2 separate regions of the Mus musculus genome follow, and region 2 is linked to region 1. The links are chromatin contacts, called in public promoter capture Hi-C maps. All regions are on one chromosome and are shown on one strand. The core of a region is the stretch at or near the end of the contact, and the rest is flanking DNA. Distances in the headings are between cores, read along the strand shown.

Region 1 (5,983 bases), core at 1,769-4,268:
ACCACAGGGACACACCACCCTGCTTCACTAATACATATGGCCTTTTCCTTGGTACTGTGGGAGTCAGTTGCTGGCTTTCTGATGGATGGATTTCTGTTTTATCCAGCACTTTTAAGCCCTGTTTCATACTTTGGTTTTCTGTCTTTTTCCAGTACCCCTTCCTTGGGCCTGTTCCCACCAGGATGGGCAGGTTCTTCAGTTCTGGCTGCTGTCAGTGCCAAGTCCAGTCCTTCCATCTGGTCAGCGACATGTATGAGCTTGACACCAGTGGCTTAGGTAAGTATGCATGCAGGGGCCCGTGTTTACTGGACCTTTAACATTAAGAATGTAGTAAGTGCCATAAATGATAAACCCTAAACTTACGGGGAACCAGACAGACTCATATGCTGAGCCCCAGCTGCATTCCTGCATGCTGATGGATCTGCAGTGCAGGCAGCATAACTGGCAAGTCCTGCTGGAGAGCCTGAGACAGTCTGTCCAGAGCGGCAGCCAGTGTCCCTCCTCCATTGGCAGCTCTGCCTTTCTGCCTCTGTGTCTTTCAGTCGTGGGATTAAATGTGTGCATCTCAGGGGAAAGGCCCCTGCTATGACTTACTTGTTAGAATTGAGTTAACTGTTGCACCTTTTCAGAGTCTTACTACTTCAATTTATTTTATTTTATTATGTGTATGGGTATTTTGCCTGTGTGCATTTCTATGCATAATGTGCATGTCTGGAGCCCTCTGGGCCAGAGTAGGGAGGGTCATATCCTCTAGACTGGAGTTACAGTTGTGAGTCACTATGAGGGTTCTAGGAATTGAACCTGGTTCTTCTACCACAGCAGCCAGTACTTACTCGTAACTGCTGAGTTCTCTCTCCAGCACCAACTTTTTGGGGTGTTTGTGTGTCTCGGGGTGTGCAGGGGAGGGCAGGTGCCTATGGAGACCAGAGTTGTCAGTTGGGTTGGAGTTGGGGATCCAGGCCATTATGAACATCCTGAAATGTGTACTTGGAATTGACCTCAGGTCCTCTGTACTCTTAACTGCCAAGCTATCTCTCCGGGCCCTGCTGCTGTAGGTGTTTGTCATTTATGTGTTTGCTTACTTAGTCTGTGTGTACCACAGCACTCAGGGCAAGGTCACAGAACCAACTGGATCTGGGGGATCAAACTCGGCTTTGGTGACAGTGGCTTTCCCAGCCCACAGGGTTTTTTCAGCACAGCTTGTGGGCTGGGCTTGAACTCAGTCTGGTTGCCGCAGTGTGCTGGGCTCTGGGTCACAACTCTATGCAGTCGTGCCCAGCTTATTGTTTTTTCTTTAAAAAACAAAACAAAAAAATTCCCAACCCATTGATTGCTTGTTTTTCATTTTTAGAGGGTACAGTGGATATACAGGAACGAATAGAAAATAGTCTTGCATCTTTACTAGAACTATTGAAAGGTAAGTTTTTATTGTAGATTCCTGAATTGTGCTTGTGTGTCTGACAGTAGCTCAGTGTATATAAATATATATGGAAGGGTTTGGAAATAATAAGCTTTTCTTTTTAATTTTAAAATTTATTTTTTCATCTTTAAAGTTAAAGTCTTTGTTTTTGTGTTTAGATGGTCTTCATGTATGTCACCTCACAGTGGCACAGGGCTGCTAAACCACCCAGTCTGTAGTTTATGACAGCCCGTACTTCAGATCTCTCAGCTGATGGCTAGCATGCTTTTTTGTTTTTTGTTTGTTTGTTTGTTTGTTTTTCCAGACAGGGTTTCTCTGTGTAGCCTTGGCTGTCCTGGAACTCACTCTGTAGACCAGGCTGGCCTCTGCCTCTGCCTCCCAAGTGCTGGGATTAAAGGCGTGCGCCACCACTGCCCGGCTATAATTTTTAAGACTACTTTTTATATTTTGGCGACTATAGCACGTTAATTGTTAAGACTTTTTACTTTATATGCCTTTATATATTGAAGCTTTGTGTGAGGGAAGTTTTATCTTTTGTCTTCTGATGGTTCTGAGGACGGTGTCTGAGACTGAGAGCAGGCCAGGCAAGCACTGGTGCTCAGCTCCACTCCTATTCACTGGAGCTTTAATTTGTTTGTTTGTTTTTTTGTTGTTTTTGTTTTGAGATGGAGGTCTCATCTTGTAGCTCTAGGCAGCGTGGAACTTAGTATGTAGACCAGGCTGGCCTCAAACTTAGAGATCTTCCACGCCTCTGACTTCCAGTGCCACCAGGCAGGCCTGGCTTGGATTAAATTTTTATGTTAGTTATTTTCAGATTCTATATTCTAAAAGCATCAAAACTTACAGAGAATAATATCATAAAACCTTTTCTCCCCCTCAGGTGTCTTCAGCACATGTAAAGGGGACCTCTTAGAAGTTACAGATGGCAATGTGAAGACCCAGCCTGCAGTCCTAGAGAATCTGGTCTTCTTCGTTGAGGTGTGTCTTCCTCCTGCTGAGGGCCTGGCTTTGTCGCCTCGTCTCCGCAGCAGAGTGTGGGCTTTACACCTGCAGCTTGTCACTGATGGTTTAAGACACTAGGTGCCATTTTGTCATTTTTCTAAGCTGGCTTCCTCTGCTGTGCTTAGGGACAGCATCTGAGTGGCTCTTCCTCTACGGTTCACCCTCCTTGGGCTTTGCTTGAGTTCACACAGCCACTTGTTTTACTAATTGCCTAGCATTCTGTATTTTCCAGGCAGCTGGAGGAGGATAAAATACAGTGTAGTTTCCTTTTTTGAAAATGTTAGTTCGTGTGTAATCGAGACTGGCCTTGAACTCTGGACTCAGCTGCAGCCTCCTAGGAGTCATGGGCATATGCCAGCACCCTGATAGCAGCAGGACTCTTGATTTTAGTCAGATTCTTTCTGTTGTTGTTTAGATTTATGTGTATATTGTGTTCCTGTGTGGGTTCATGTCTACCTTGCATACAAGTACCTGCAGAAGGCCAGAGCTGCCGTGTGGGTGCTGGGCACCGAACCCAGGTCTTCTGTAAGAGCAGACAGCCTTCTTCAGTGCAGAGTGTTCCCCCAGCCGGTGCTGTTGAGTAACCCAGTGTGGGATAGGAGCCAGCTGGATGCTCAGGGCACACATCCACTAACTGCTGTGTGGAGAGCTCCCGCATGCTGGGATGTGGGCTTTGCACTTAGCAAAGGGACACACACGTCCTCCCTCTCCTTAGGGAAGGGAAGGAAATGGAGACTAGCAGAGGGAGAGCCAGGAGGAAGGACAATGCTATCAGCTGTTGGAGCAGCAAACTGGGACAGATACATAGGAGACACCATCCAAGGAAGAAGTGTTTGTGCTGGCGCATAGTCACAGCTGCCAGTCCTGGTTGGCTTGTCCCTTTCCATGGTCACTGGTTGGCTTCTGCATAACTGCCAGTGCCATGACTTTGTCTCTGGCTGCTATGCAGATGCCTTAGTGTAACTTTTGCTGATGAGCTTGTAAACTTCCTCTTTCAGACTATTTCTGTCATCCTTTGGGTGTCCAGTTACTGTGAAAGTGTCTTGCGACCATACAAATTAAATATCCAGAAAAAGAAAAAGAAGAAAAAAGAAACGAGCATCATCATGGTAATGACAAAGAGCAGCCGACCGCCTGGCCCAGCCCGATTGCCTCGCCTTCCGCTGTTTCCCTGCACATTCTTAGAGCTGTCAGGTCTCTGAGGCATGTTTGCTGCAGCCTTTCCTGTAAGGGCTGTGCTGTGTTGCCTGGGCTTGTCCTGACTCTTGGTCCTCGGCCTCCCCAGTAGCTGGGACACAAGTATGTGCTGGTTTTAAGACAGTCTCACTATGTAAGGCAGCTGTCTCTCAACTTACATTGTCCCTGCCGCCCGCCGCTTCCCAGGTCCATCCTTAAAGTACCATGAAGATCCTTCCCTAGGTCCACTGAAAGGACAGTGCAGTGCGTCCCAGGAGCTAAGTTAGCAGCTAATGGGTTTCTCCAAAGTGGGTCCATTCATCCCTGTGCTCACAGCATCAGACATGCATGCTGGGAAGTTATCACACCAAGCTAGAAAAACGGGCTGTTTGGGAAGCTTTTAACGGCTTTTTCATCTTCTTCCCCCAGCCTCCAATCTTCACCAGTTTCCAAGACTACGTTACTGGACTTCAGACTGTAATTTCCAATGCTGTGGATCATATTAAAGGACTTGAAGCACATCTGATTGCACTTAGACTTGAGGAGCTCACGTTAGAGGAAACTTCTATCTCTACGGTAAGAGATGATGTGCAAGCAGCGAGGATTGTGCACAGGTTGAAACTTTCTCCTGAGGATCAGTTCATGCCCAGTTCATCACAGATTTCACTTATACCCAGCTTGTCATGAAATAGCTCTGTGTCTAAGCTACTCAGGAAGACTCTCACATTTTTCTTGGTCTGGGGTGCACACCTGTTGATCACAGCCTGTGCCATGTGTGCCTTACATGAGTCACCTGATGCCAGAAATGGCTTTCCCCTTCCATAATCTTTATGAACTGAAAATGCCATTGGTGTTCTGCCTGAGGTCTCTATAAACTGAGCGACTGAGTTTTGAGCAAGACTACTTGTTGTTTATTTTGTAGGAAGAAAGAAAATTTTCAAAGACTGTGCAGGGGAAAGTCCAGAGCAGTTACCTGCACTCACTTCTGGAGACAGGGGAGCTGCTGAGAAAAAGACTTGAGACTACAAAGAAACTAAAAATTTAAGGAATTCTGAACCATAAACACCGAAGGTTCCACAGCAGAAGATGACACACCACCTTCCCCAGCAAAAACAACATCTGGCTGGCATTGTTCTAATCCAGAACTTCCTCACAAATGCATGAAGGACTTTGATCGTGAATTAATTTTTGAGGTATTAAATATATACAACAAATTAAATTATTGTATATAAACCAGAAGCAGGACCCTCATCTGGGTTTACCACTCTTTATACCTGTCCATACATACAGGACAGCAACAAGAGCACCCCACCTCACTCCCAGCTCCAGGAATGGCTGGGGTGGACATTTCTATACAAGCAGCAATAGAGAATAAGTATAGCATCGACCTCAGAGCAGGTGGGTTGCTTTTTCATCATGCAGTGGGAGTTTGGGTTGGGTAGCCCATACTGTAGCCGTATGAGGCAAAAGCAGGTGTAGGAGACCCAGGAGCAGGACCCTTCCCTCAGTGGCAGGTTCCTTGTGCCATCCCACAGAACCGGGATGGACCCACAGAGGCTCAAGGGAGATGTGGCTGAGTACGTGCCACCACAGGGCACCACACATGACCACAGGTGCTCAGTTTTGGCTTCACAGCCCCAGCAGCCAAGACATCCCCAGCCCCGCTCCTGGGAGAGCTCAGCCTCAGGGCAGTGAGGAAGTCCAAGTTCTGCCCACTTTGAGGAAGAAATCTGAGCACAGCCCACCGTGAGCTTCGTAAACTGCTGAGACTGAGCCCCGCTGGTCTTCTGGGAAAGGTGGAAAAGCTGTTGGAAGAGGTTGTACGTGGTGTGTGCAGGCGAGTCTGATATTTGTGTCGTCATTAAGTCACCTTGTGCAGCTGATTGATGAGTCACACACAGATACACATATGCATAAATATGCTTGGAAACAGATTTACTACTCTAGTGCTTTTAAGGGGGGCTTTGGGATGGAAGGATTAAATATGGGTTTAACCTAGGTTTTTAAGTTTTAGGTTGAAAAAGGTATGTTTTATAATGGGCCTGATGTTGGTGTCCTGTTGACACTTAAGAACTGCATCAGGGTGTATTCATGTTGTTCACCTAAGGTTGGTGGCCTGTTCCCTAAGCCTCCAGCTTAAGAGGCTGGTCTGCGAGAAGATGAAAACTGCTCTTGATTATGTCATGCCGAGCTCCGACAGCGCTTTCCGTGACTGTTTTGTGTCTGAATCTCCTCTCTCACTTCTGTTCTTGTTCCCTGTCACTTTATTCCTGAGAGTAACTGTAAGGTGAAAAGATGACTTGGTGAGGACTGGTCTTTCCCATGGACTGCTCCAGCAGCACACCATTGCATTCTTTATCGTAACTGTCTGGGATTCACAAATCA
Region 2 (5,119 bases), core at 474-2,973, 130 kb after region 1:
CCCTCATTCCAGCTGCCTGGAATCCAGTATTCTACTAGCAGCCTTCAGATGAAAACGTAGAACTCTCAGCTCCTCTTGCACCATGCCTGCCTGAATGCTGCCATGTTCCTGCCTTGATGATAATGAACTGAATCTCTGAACCTGTAAGCCAGCCCCAATTGAATGTTGTCCTTATAAGAGTTGCCTTGGGCCAGGCGTGGTGGCTCACGCCTTTAATCCCAGTACTGGGGAGGCAGAGGCAGGCAGATTTCTGAGTTTGAGGCCAGCCTGGTGTACAAAGGACAGCCAGAGCTATACAGAAAAACCCTGTCTTGAAAAACCAAAAAAAAAAAAAAAAAAGGGCTGGTGAGGTGGCTCAGTGGGTAAGAGCACCCGACTGCTCTTCCGAAGGTCCAGAGTTCAAATCCCAGCAACCACATGGTGGCTCACAACCATCCGTAACAAGATCTGACTCCCTCTTCTGGTGTGTCTGAAGACAGCTACAGTGTACTTACATATAATAATAAATAAATCTTTAAAAAAGAAAAAATAAGAGTTGCCTTGGTCATGGTGTCTGCTCACAGCAGTAAAACCCTAAGACAGGTAGGGTTCAGTGTGTTCCCCAAAGACTGCTAGCTTGTTCTTCCGTGGCTTTCTTCTATGCCTGCTTCATCTGTGTGACAGCTGCAGTCTCTTATGTCATTTATTACAAGACCTTACCCTTCCAGGGCACACCCTGTGCTTCACCCTGTTCAATGTCGATGGTATGGATCCAGCCTGGTCAAGCTCAAGTATCCACACTGCCCAGGGGAAGAACAGAGCAGAGCCCCAAGAGCCAGTGGGGAAGACAGTTCCAAAGTGGGGGTGGCTAGGTGGGCCTCTCAAATTCACCGCAGGCTGTGAGGAGGCAAGGGGGGAGCAGGATCAGAATCTCCCCCCCCCCCAGATGTCTTCAGTGTAGATATCCACACTGACAGGTATCCTGTCCTGTTGATTGGACTCCCCAAATCTGGTATGTGAACTGTGGTCTTTTAAGAAAACAAATTAGGGGGCTGGTGAGATAGCTCAGTGGGTAAGAGCACCCGACTGCTCTTCCGAAGGTCCAGAGTTCAAATCCCAGCAACCACATGGTGGCTCACAACCATCCCTAACGAGATCTGACTCCCTCTTCTGGAGTGTCTGAGGACAGCTACAGTGTACTTACATATAATAAATAAATAAATCTTAAAATAAATAAGCCGGGCGTGGTGGCACTCACCTTTAATCCCAGCACTCTCGAGGCAGAGGCAGGCGGATTTCTGATTTCGAGGCCAGCCTGGTCTACAAAGTGAGCTCCAGGACAGTCAGGGCTATACAGAGAAACCCTGTCTCGAAAAACCAAAAAAATAAATAAAAATTAAAAAATAAATATATCTAAAAAAAAAAGAAAAAAGAAAACAAACTAGCTAACAAACAAACACACAATACAGATGTTGGTAGATGAAATGTTGAGTGAGGTTCAGCTTTTCCCTTCGGCTGCTGTGAAGATCCACGGGAAGGTTTTTGTTGGGGATCCCTGTTTTCTTGCAGTTCTCAATTCCTTCCACCTCGTGGGTTCTAGGAATCAAACTCAGGTGGTTCCGTTTGGTGGCAAGCTTCCTTTACTGCAGAGCCATCTTGCAGTAACTGTTTTCAGTTCCTCCCTTTGAGCCATCTTGCAGTCTTGATTCCCTTCAGAGGATATCGCTGTGGTTTGGCCATTGGCCACCAGGAGGCGCTAACATCTGGGTCTCCGCTCCAGCACCCACGTGCCTTTTTGTTGTGCTCAAGACCCCGGCATTTCCTCCTGAGGATCAGAGAAGGCCAAACCCACAAACAACGGCTTTGCACCCAATACTCCTGTGATCGGCCCATATCCAAGTACCCAGAGAGATCAGGCTCCTCCACGGAACCTGAGAACCTTGTTTTCACTCCCAGACAGCTGCTTCCGGCCCAGAGGGTTCCTTCACAGAGAAAGGATTACCGTGTCTTGGGTGTGGAAGCCTGTGCTTCAGGCTGCTCATCACACCTGCCTGCCTTAGTTCCGGATTAACTGCTTGTCTCGCACTGAGTTGGATTCACACGCCCGGGGCCAAGAATTACCACCACACACACACACACATACACACACACACACACACCCCCACCCCATCCCATTCTTCCTACTGCTCTCTGCCTCACTGACTATAAGAGAATGCGTGTGTATCGGGCTGGTGCTAATTTCTCATGTTGCAAATTCTAGTCTTCTTTGGGTATCTATCACTAGTGGGGATGCGTCTCCTGGTCACGGGGTAGATGGTACGACTCGGATCTAAGCTTCATCCCATCTCTATAGCACTAGCTTGATGGAGGTATTCCACATCAACCGGACCAGACACCAGGGCCACAGGCATTCTCCTTGCAGGGCCTTGGGGAGGAAGGCTGGCTGGGCAGCAGTTCTAAGGATCCAGACTCATCAGAAGCCAGAATGGGCAATGAAGCTGGACGGAGGTGGAGCTTGAGAGATGAGGAAGCCCTTTGGAAGTGAAAAGAAGCAGTTCCCAGCCCTCCAGGACTCTCACCGCAGACCCCTCACTCCCCCCACTCCTCCCCTTCCTCTTGTCACCTGAGAGGGATTTGGTTTCTTGAGACTACAGTAATCCTCCTGCAGCAATTCCATGACACACTTGCCAAATGTCATGCAGTCAGTATGTGCAGCGTGGTGCTTGGATTGGCGTCTCCATGGTAAACTTTGCACACTATGACGAAGGTAGGGCCCACTCCTGCAGGTTTCAAGTGCTCACGTCACTGCTTACTGCTTACGGTGGTCACTGTGGTCGCCAAGCTACCTGGTGGCCTGACACCACCCCCTTCCCTTTTTTTATTGAGACAGGATTTTTTAAGTCCAAGCTGGCCTCAAACTCTTGGTAATCCTCCTGCCTTCTCTAAATCGTCTTCTAAATCTTGGGATTACAGGGTGTGTCATTACAGGCAACCACCCAAATTTAATTTTTGTTTTTTCCAGACAGGGTTTCTCGGTGTAGCCCTGGCTGTCCCAGAACTCAATCTGTACAACAGACCGGCCTTCAACTCAAGAGATCCAAGTGCCTCTGCCTCCAGGTACTGGGGTAAAGGTGTGAGGCACCACGCCAGGCATATGATCTTTAAAAATTGTATTTACTTATTTATTTCATTGAGTGCGCATGCACATACAGGGATGTGTATATGGAGGTCGAAGGACAACTTCAGGGCTTCATCAGCCTTCTACCCTCAGCTCTGCCTCTGACTGGCTAGTTCTAAAGCTAAGCTCACCGTCCGTTTCTTGTGCCTGTGATGGCAGCTTGCTCTCCACGCCTTGTTCACTCACTAGGTGAGTAAGATCTGTGACCTTCGCCCCTAAGCTTCCCAGCTCCTGTGGACCTTGGACTTGACCTGCTTATCCCTGCTCAGGGCAGGTACCAGGCAGCTAATCGTCATGCATAGCATAAGAGTATAAACGGAAATTCTGAAAATAAGCACACACTGGTCCAGGCTGCATGCATCGGTGCGGCCCTGTGCCCGATGTGAGCATCATGCCTGCAGCCGTTGTACCCACGTGGCATATTTGCCCACCTATCAGCTACGAGCAACCATCTTGGCTCCTGGGCTTCCAGGATTGAGTATTGCAGCACCCATGCAGAGCTAACTCAACACCCCAAAACACAAGCGTAGCGGCACCAAGAGTTGTGTAACTTCTCACAATGACTATTGCTAATTGCTGGCTTAATTTTTTTTTTATGCCAAACATCATGAGCATTTCTGTATAGGGAATAATCTACAGGTTGGGCACAAGGTGGCCCTTGAAGGTACTTTAGGACAGGGCAGGGTTGGGATAGTCACAGTAACCCCATTTATACACAGGGCAGAGGTCACAGGTAGCTAAAACCTCTAGGAATGGAACCTTCTGGTACAAGAGGGAGAAAGCTCACGTAACTGGAGCCCTGCTCAAGAGCTCTCTTGGCCTTCCACTGGGAGTGGGTCCCTCTGTCTTTCAGCAATGTCATCACATCTGTCACACATCCAGGCATCTGCAGTGACCATAGCCTGAACCAGAGTCTGCATTGCAGCTGCCAGTCACTGCCACATTCTCTTATTCCCTGAAAATCTACCTTCACGGGCCATCACCTGCCACCTCCATCAGGCCACTGTCACTAATACCTCCAATCTCTCTTGGTTCTGGTAGTTCGAGAGGCAGACCTTGCACTGTGCACATGACATGGCTCTGCTCTGCTCTGTGCCTCAAAGAGGCCGCAGAACAGATTGGGAGAACAGAGCCACTTCTGGAAACTGTCTTTTGGCTGAATCGACTCCAGGTTAGTTAGCAGCATGCAACTGATGCCGAGCCGTGAGGTCCCTTGGTTGAAACCTAACCTGGCTCACCCTTGGAAAGGATCAAACGGGTGTCACTACCTCCTCTGGCCTGTGAGATAGGCCAGTGTGAAATTCCAAAATGTAGCTGCAGCCAAGAATAGTGACTCCCCTCCCTTTAGCTTACATCCCTCCTCGTCAGCCTAGAATTACTTGTGAGAACCAAGATCCCAGGTACCAAGATGGGGATGAGGGTAATGAGATATACATGATATCACCAAATAGTGGGGACATCCTGGCGTCCCGTGTATCCAGGAATAGAGAGGGGTCCTGCCTTTCATGACTTCTGACCAGTAAACACCAAGGCGCTAGTGTTCCACAGAGCTAATTCAATTCTAAGGACGGCCTTGTCTCCTCCCAAAGCAGAGAGTTACGGAATGCAACAGAGATAAGACTCAGAATTTACGTCTTAGAGAACTGACCCCGTGGCTTTGATCTGCTGATTTTTATTGCTCATTTGCTGCTTAGGGACTGCAGGTTGAAGGCAGCATCCTGCACATCTGGACGCGTGATCGGTCTGCATTGAGCTTCATCCCCTACCCAGTTTATCAGGAGCTTTCCCCCCCACCAGCCCCGCCCTGTTTATAAAATTCTTTCTTGACCCAAGACACTTTGGTGAAGGGGTTTCTCTTTGGAGGCGCAGTGTGTGTGGCGGTTTTTCTCAGTATATCTTGTTGGGTTTTCGGGTGCGGGCTGAGGAAGCAGGCATGCCGCTTTACGAGTTCTTCTGTGGCAC

The links. Capture Hi-C pulls out chosen DNA fragments and counts their contacts.
Region 2: a promoter capture Hi-C map of liver shows a contact between it and region 1. The contact joins two enhancer-like sites. A contact is called at or near these places in 1 of 39 promoter capture datasets (pre-B cells), 1 of 115 datasets of contacts at active chromatin or transcription factors (embryonic stem cells) and 3 of 9 other capture datasets (adipose tissue, liver and pancreatic islet).

The regions. Positions count from the first base shown.
Region 1 is chr5:121,435,308-121,441,290 of GRCm38.p6, forward strand. It overlaps Naa25 (N(alpha)-acetyltransferase 25, NatB auxiliary subunit), which reads left to right. Exons shown (of 24, transcript NM_172722.4): 19 at 153-276; 20 at 1,352-1,417; 21 at 2,301-2,398; 22 at 3,421-3,531; 23 at 4,028-4,174; 24 at 4,521-5,983. The coding sequence ends at 4,643. Among named protein-coding and RNA genes, the nearest start is that of Erp29, 14 kb to the right of the region's middle. Within about 2 kb of position 3,019, at least 19 of the 459 cell types and tissues checked have an H3K27ac peak or open chromatin away from gene starts, as enhancers often do. A contact at or near this core is called in adipose tissue and liver, where this site is marked.
Region 2 is chr5:121,562,893-121,568,011 of GRCm38.p6, forward strand. Aldh2 (aldehyde dehydrogenase 2, mitochondrial) reads right to left here. Exons shown (of 13, transcript NM_009656.4): 13 at 3,135-5,119. The coding sequence ends at 5,099. Among named protein-coding and RNA genes, the nearest start is that of Mapkapk5, 20 kb to the left of the region's middle. Within about 2 kb of position 1,724, at least 99 of the 459 cell types and tissues checked have an H3K27ac peak or open chromatin away from gene starts, as enhancers often do. A contact at or near this core is called in adipose tissue and liver, where this site is marked.